Regions from separate parts of the Sus scrofa genome. Here region 2 is linked to region 1. The links are chromatin contacts, called in public HiChIP or PLAC-seq maps. All regions are on one chromosome and are shown on one strand. Each heading gives the region's core, a stretch centred on a gene start, on an enhancer-like site or on the middle of the called end of the contact. The rest is flanking DNA. Distances are from core to core; before and after follow the strand shown. Region 1 holds the start of ATP11A (probable phospholipid-transporting ATPase IH). Region 2 overlaps ATP11A (probable phospholipid-transporting ATPase IH).

Region 1 (2,700 bases), core at 167-2,666:
CCCTCCACGCCGCCATCCCCACTGGGAGGATATTCGGTCACATCATGGATGCAAGAAGGCTGCAGAGTGCCAGACGTCACATCCAAACTCACGCCATCCAGAGGGACCAAGGAGCATGTCCTCGTCATGGGCCTTTTTATGAGTGAGGAGACCTTCCCAAAGGCAGGTTCATTGGCTTACACTTGTTTTAAACCAGTCACCGAAGAGGCGTGGAGTTACTGAGATGAGCTTACCTGGACCAGTTCCCCCCTGCTGTGTGAACCCTGCCGGGGCGGCTACCTGGACCAAGGTGGGTTTCTGGCAGCAAGGACAGAGGGCACGGCTGTGGCAAGCACAGTGTCTACTACAATACAAAATTAACACTGGCCACAGAACAAAACAGGCCTTCCTGAAAAACATGCAGCCTTTATCCCGTCACCATGTCGGATTTCTCCCTGCAAATGCCACTGACTGCGCGGAGGAAGGCCGGCCAAAACCTGGCGCTGGCAGCGGGCTCCTGGCAGAAGGCAGGCAGCGTTGCTGGGAGGAGACGAGGAAAAGTGTGGGACGTCTGCGGCTCGGTCATCGTTCTATGACCCACCAGAGGCGCTGGCCCCAGGGCCCAGCCGCCACCCCTGCCCAGCGGAGGGGGCCTGGGGACAACCGTGGTTCCTGGAGCCTGACATGAGTTGATCGAATGGAAAAGGCAGCTGGACAAGCCCCGTGGCCACTAAGGGAAACAGACACTGCCAGGCGAAGGTGAGGCCAGGGCGTGGTGGAGGGAAGGAAGGCCCCATCTCTCTCCTGGTCTCCAGTTGGCAGCGGGCACCTCTGTTGGTGCAGATCCCCCAGGGGGGCCTTGGGCCTCCTAGACACAAAGCAGGAGAGAGTAGATTTGGAAGGAAAGTGGAGAATCATTGAGTTAGCTGACCCCAAACTGGAGCATTTTCCGCAGAAAAGCACGTCAGCGTCGGGATGGTTTGGGCCTGATTACCCGATTATTCACTAGTGCTCCTTCCTAGTCTCCGCGTCTAACCCCAAGTGCCCGTGCTTCTTCCCGAAAAGCAGCCAGAAGAACACTCAGGTGCGTTCCGGCAAGGCCCGGATCGGATCGGTCGCCAAAGGCCTTGTCAGGCCCCTCGGGTTTCACAAGTGGTGGCCCTTGGCCCCAAGAACGGAAGTTGGAAACAAAGTGCACCGGTACAGGGCGGGCCGGGGTTGAGAAGAGATAGTTTGCTTCATGCTGGGAAAGCGGAAACATTCCCCGCATTGAACCCAGGCGTCTGCCTGACAGAAACGCTCTCCCCGCCTGATGCCTGATGCCCAGAGAGCTGCACAGGCGCGCGCCCCGGGGCCCAGAGCTCCCTCTCGGCGGAGCTAGCGGCGGAGGCAGGAGCTGGACCGGCCCGACAGCAACAGGCAGCGTGGCCTGTGGGGCTGGAGGCTGGACTAACAGGTTCGAGGCTGATTTCTACCCCTCACCCCCGCCGGATAACGAGTGCCTGCGACTGTCACAGCTCTGGAGTCCAAAGGGCCAGGGGCCCAGGGCTCGGGCGCCTGTGGGATTTCAGAAAGAAGCAAGGATCCCAGGTGGGGGACCCTGCGCCCATCTTCCCTGCGGCGCGGAGAAGCCGCGCGACCCTGGGCAGCCACTTGAGGCCCGCCTCCGCCTCTGTCACCTGCAGAGCAGGAGGGGCCTCGCGTGGGGCCGGCCTGGCACTGGGGAGACACAGACCCGATTCAGCCGGTCTCGGGCCCAACCCTCCCCCGCTCCCCCGCCCCCTCCCCGACTCCCCGCGCCGCCCTCGGGCCTTCCGGGGTGGATGGAAGTTTGAGGCCCGCGTGCCTGCGCCCCGGACGGACCCGGTGCCAGGCGCCGGCTCCCCGCCCTCCGGGCCCCAGGTGTCTGGCGCGCATCCCCGCCCGGGAGGCGGAAGCAACAGGAAGCCGTTCCCCGCCCGCGGGCCCCCCGCCCTCCGCCCTCCGCCCCAGGGCCCCGGGCGCCCGGGCTGCGGGGGCGGGCCTCGGGGAGGGCCGGGCGCGCGGGCCGGAGTCTGCGAGGGCGCGGGAGCGGGGCGGGGGCCGGGCGGCGGGGCGCATGCTCACTCGCGCTCGTGACGTGCGCGCCGGGACCGGGGCCGGAGGCCGGGCTGAGAGGGGCGGCGGGCGGAGGCCGGGAGGAGAGCAGAGCGGAGAGCGGAGCGCAGGAGAGCAGAGGAGCCGGAGCGCGGAGCCGAGCAGCGGCGGGATCGGCCGGCCGCCGCGCGCCCAGCCGCAGCCCCATCGCCCCAGCCGCGGCGCGCGGGCTCCGGCCACCGAGCGGCCGCCCGCCGAGCGGCCACCCCTCGCCGGCCGCCGCGGGCCGGGCCGGGCATGAGCGCGGAGGGGCCGCGGCCGCCCCCCGCACCGCCCGGCGCGCCCAGGCCGTGACCGGGGCGGGGCGCGCGGCCGCACTCGGGCCCGGGCCCATGGGCGCGCCGAGCCGGGCTTGGGGGCGCTGAGCGGGCGGGCGCGGCCGGAGGAGCCATGGACTGCAGCCTCGTGCGGACGCTCGTGCACAGATACGTGAGTGCTGCCCGCGCGGGGTTGGGGCCGGGGCCGGGCCGGGCCGGGGCCGGGCGGGACGGGTCCTCCGCCCCCGACCCTGCTGCGGCCTCCCGCCCGGGGTCGCTGAGGGCTCGGGCGGCCTCGCGGGGGTCACCGCGCCCGGGGACGGCGGGA
Region 2 (2,700 bases), core at 194-2,693, 41 kb after region 1:
CTCCTCCTGCCTCGTGGCCGGTTTCTGGTGTGTCTGCACAGACACACATGTACGCACAAGCCATGCGGTGTCTTTGGGTTTTGGCCACTTCTGCGCCGTCCGGAAGTTCCCGGGTCAGGGACAGAAATCGAGGCGCAGGTGCAGCAATGCCGGATCCTTAACCCCCTGCACCAAAGTGGGAACTCCCCATGCAGTATCTCAAAAACAATTGCAAGGCCAGCTTGTCAATACCCTGTGACCGGGGAGGGCCCGGGCCTTGCGGGACTGGCTCTCTTTCCGCAGTGGCTGTTCCTTCGTGTCTCAGGAAATTGAGGTGTGTGACCATCCCTGGGGCGTTGTACTTGGGACCTGGTGTCTGGCGGCATCCAGGGAGGCCTGGCTCTTTTCTAAGGGGGTCTGTGCTTGTGGGGTGGGTGGCGGCTGGGGGCCAGGCCTTCCCGGCACCTGGCCAGGGCCACACAGGCCTACCTCTGCTGACGGAGCCCCGTGTCGGGCGGGTTGTGAGGGTTCTGCTGGTTTTCGTGCCGCCTGGCCCCGCTCAGCCCCCTGAAGAGCCCTGGTGGTTTCCGCTGTGCCCGCAGAAAGGGTTGTTATTTCGCTGGGGAGCTGCGGGCATGGTTGCGATGTTGTGGGGGAGCCAGGGCCTGGCCTCACACAGAACGGGTGGAATCGGGGAACGTTCTGGAGGAAGCCATGTGTGAACCTCGGGTCTGGGTTCAGTGGCCGGTTGCCCCCGAGGTGAGTCTGGGTTTCTCCTTGGCTTCAAGTGTCGCTCGAGTGCCCGCCCTGCCCGGCGGTCCGTGCAGGTGAGGGGCCTCCCGGGGGACCCGAGGGGGTCAGGAGTCGGCAGGGGAACCAGCGGCAGCGGCAGCTGGTCGGGGGTGCTGAGCGGCACGATGGGCCCTTTCCCGTGGGGCCGATGGCAGCAGGCCTCTCTGAGCTCAGAGGTGGTCCTCGCAGCAGCCCCAGGACGTCCCAGGCCGGGTCAGCAACCCGAGGCCGCTGGCCTCACTGTGCTCTTTCCAAAGCCTGGCAGGTGGGAGCAAACGGTGGCTCAGTGAGACCTGTGTGGTGGGGCCTGTGTGTATGTGTGCCCCTGTGTCTATGTGTGTATTTGTGTGTGTCCGTGTGTCTGTGAGTGTGTATGTCTGTGTGTCTGTGTGTGTCCATGTGTGTCTGTGTGTGTATGTCTCTGTGTATGTGTGTCTCTGTGTGTGTGTCTGTGTGTGTCTCTGCTCGTGTGTCTATCTCTGTGTGTGTGTTGTCTGTGTGTGTGTGTCTGTGTGTGTGTGTGTCTGTGTGTGGACAGTTCCTGCTGACCGGCTGTGTGTGTGTGTGTGTGAGAGGCGTGAGGAGTTTGGTCAGGGATGTGTTCTGATCTACAAATGTAGTTGCCTCCTGGGGGAACAACTGCAGGCTTGTACCAAACAAAAGGCCAGGATGCAGCCTCGGGGCGGAGCCAGAGCAGCACCGAGTCACTTCCCATCACGGTCTGGGTCCCTGCCACCCCGAGGCCGCTCCAGAGGAAGTGGAGCGGGCGCCTGGGTGGAGCTCCTGGCCTCTGGCCACGTCCTCGGGCCCCGTCCCCAGGGTGGGGTCCCCGCTGCCGTGAGCAGGGGTGGCGGGCAGAGGACCTGCCTCTTGGATGCAGGCGGCACAGGTCCGGGCACTGGGTTTCCTCTTTTGCCCAGGGCCTCAGGACCAGAGCTGACGCGGCCGGCGGGAGCAGGTGACCGTGGGGGAGGAGCGTCTGGGCCTGGAGTCTGAGGGGTTCGGCTAAGCTGGTGCTTGAAACCGTCAACACTGTATCTTCTTCAGAGCCCGCTTACTGCGTAGACGCCGGTGTGCCGAGCCCGCGCTGGCCCCGAACAGTGAACAGCGCCGGAAGCGGCAGGTGCCCTGAGCGGACACCTCGCTTTCCTGGGCGGCTCGTGTGGAGACAGACGGAGGGAGCCAAGGGGCTCTTGCTGCCCGTCCCGCCTGCCTCCGGAGGCAGAAGCGCCTTAGGCAAAGGACTGATTGATGCGTGGCTGAACATTTTGAACCACGTCTTGGAAACGAAGGGGAGGAGCGGGGCCGGGTGAGCCCGGCCCACGCAGAGCACGTGCTGCACCTTCTAGAAGTCCTCAGAACACCCGCGAATCTCACACGGCAGTTCTCACTGCGTGGGGCGGGGCGGCTGAGTCGGTCCGCGCCCCCCAGAGGCTCCAGGGGAGGGTCCTGCCATCTCCTGCCCTTGGGGCCGCTGGATCCGCCGTGTCCCTTGACGTTCAGGTGCCCCCCCCAACTCTGTGTGTGTCTGTGTTTCCCAGAAAGACACCTGTCACCGGGTTTGTGGCCTGTCGTGACCCAGAGTGAGTCGGTCTTAATGAATCCCACCTGCAATGACCCTGTTTGCAGATGAGGTCCCCGCTGAGGTTCTGGGAGCAGGGACTTGGATGTGTGTCTTTTTGGGGGACTCAATCAGCTCGTTACAGACGCCAGGTTTCAGTTTCACGTAACAATCGTTTCTAAGGTTAGGCGGCAGGTACGCGTGTATTATTTTCTCTGCATCTGACTTTTCATTATGCACGTTTCCCAGCATCCACAGAATGAGAAATAACAGCATGATGAAGCCAGTCTAACTCAGCTTCAACCACAACGAACTTTGGACCCGTCCTGTTTCCTTGCAGGGACGGGTCGTCTGCCCTGCAGGTGCAA

What was found. HiChIP or PLAC-seq counts read pairs in DNA pulled down with a chosen protein or histone mark.
Region 2: a contact with region 1 is called in an H3K27ac HiChIP or PLAC-seq map of alveolar macrophages. The contact joins the enhancer-like site here to the promoter of ATP11A in region 1. A contact is called at or near these places in 1 of 5 promoter capture datasets (liver), 6 of 47 Hi-C or Micro-C datasets (alveolar macrophages, liver, retroperitoneal adipose tissue and 1 more) and 2 of 2 datasets of contacts at active chromatin or transcription factors (alveolar macrophages and skeletal muscle).

Annotation. Positions count from the first base shown.
Region 1 is chr11:78,291,318-78,294,017 of Sscrofa11.1, forward strand. It overlaps ATP11A (probable phospholipid-transporting ATPase IH), which reads left to right and starts at 1,417. Exons shown (of 30, transcript XM_021065944.1): 1 at 1,417-1,435.
Region 2 is chr11:78,331,793-78,334,492 of Sscrofa11.1, forward strand. The region is part of intron 1 of ATP11A (probable phospholipid-transporting ATPase IH); the gene reads left to right. Among named protein-coding and RNA genes, the nearest start is that of ATP11A, 40 kb to the left of the region's middle. Within about 2 kb of position 1,444, at least 15 of the 83 cell types and tissues checked have an H3K27ac peak or open chromatin away from gene starts, as enhancers often do. A contact at or near this core is called in alveolar macrophages, retroperitoneal adipose tissue and subcutaneous adipose tissue, where this site is marked.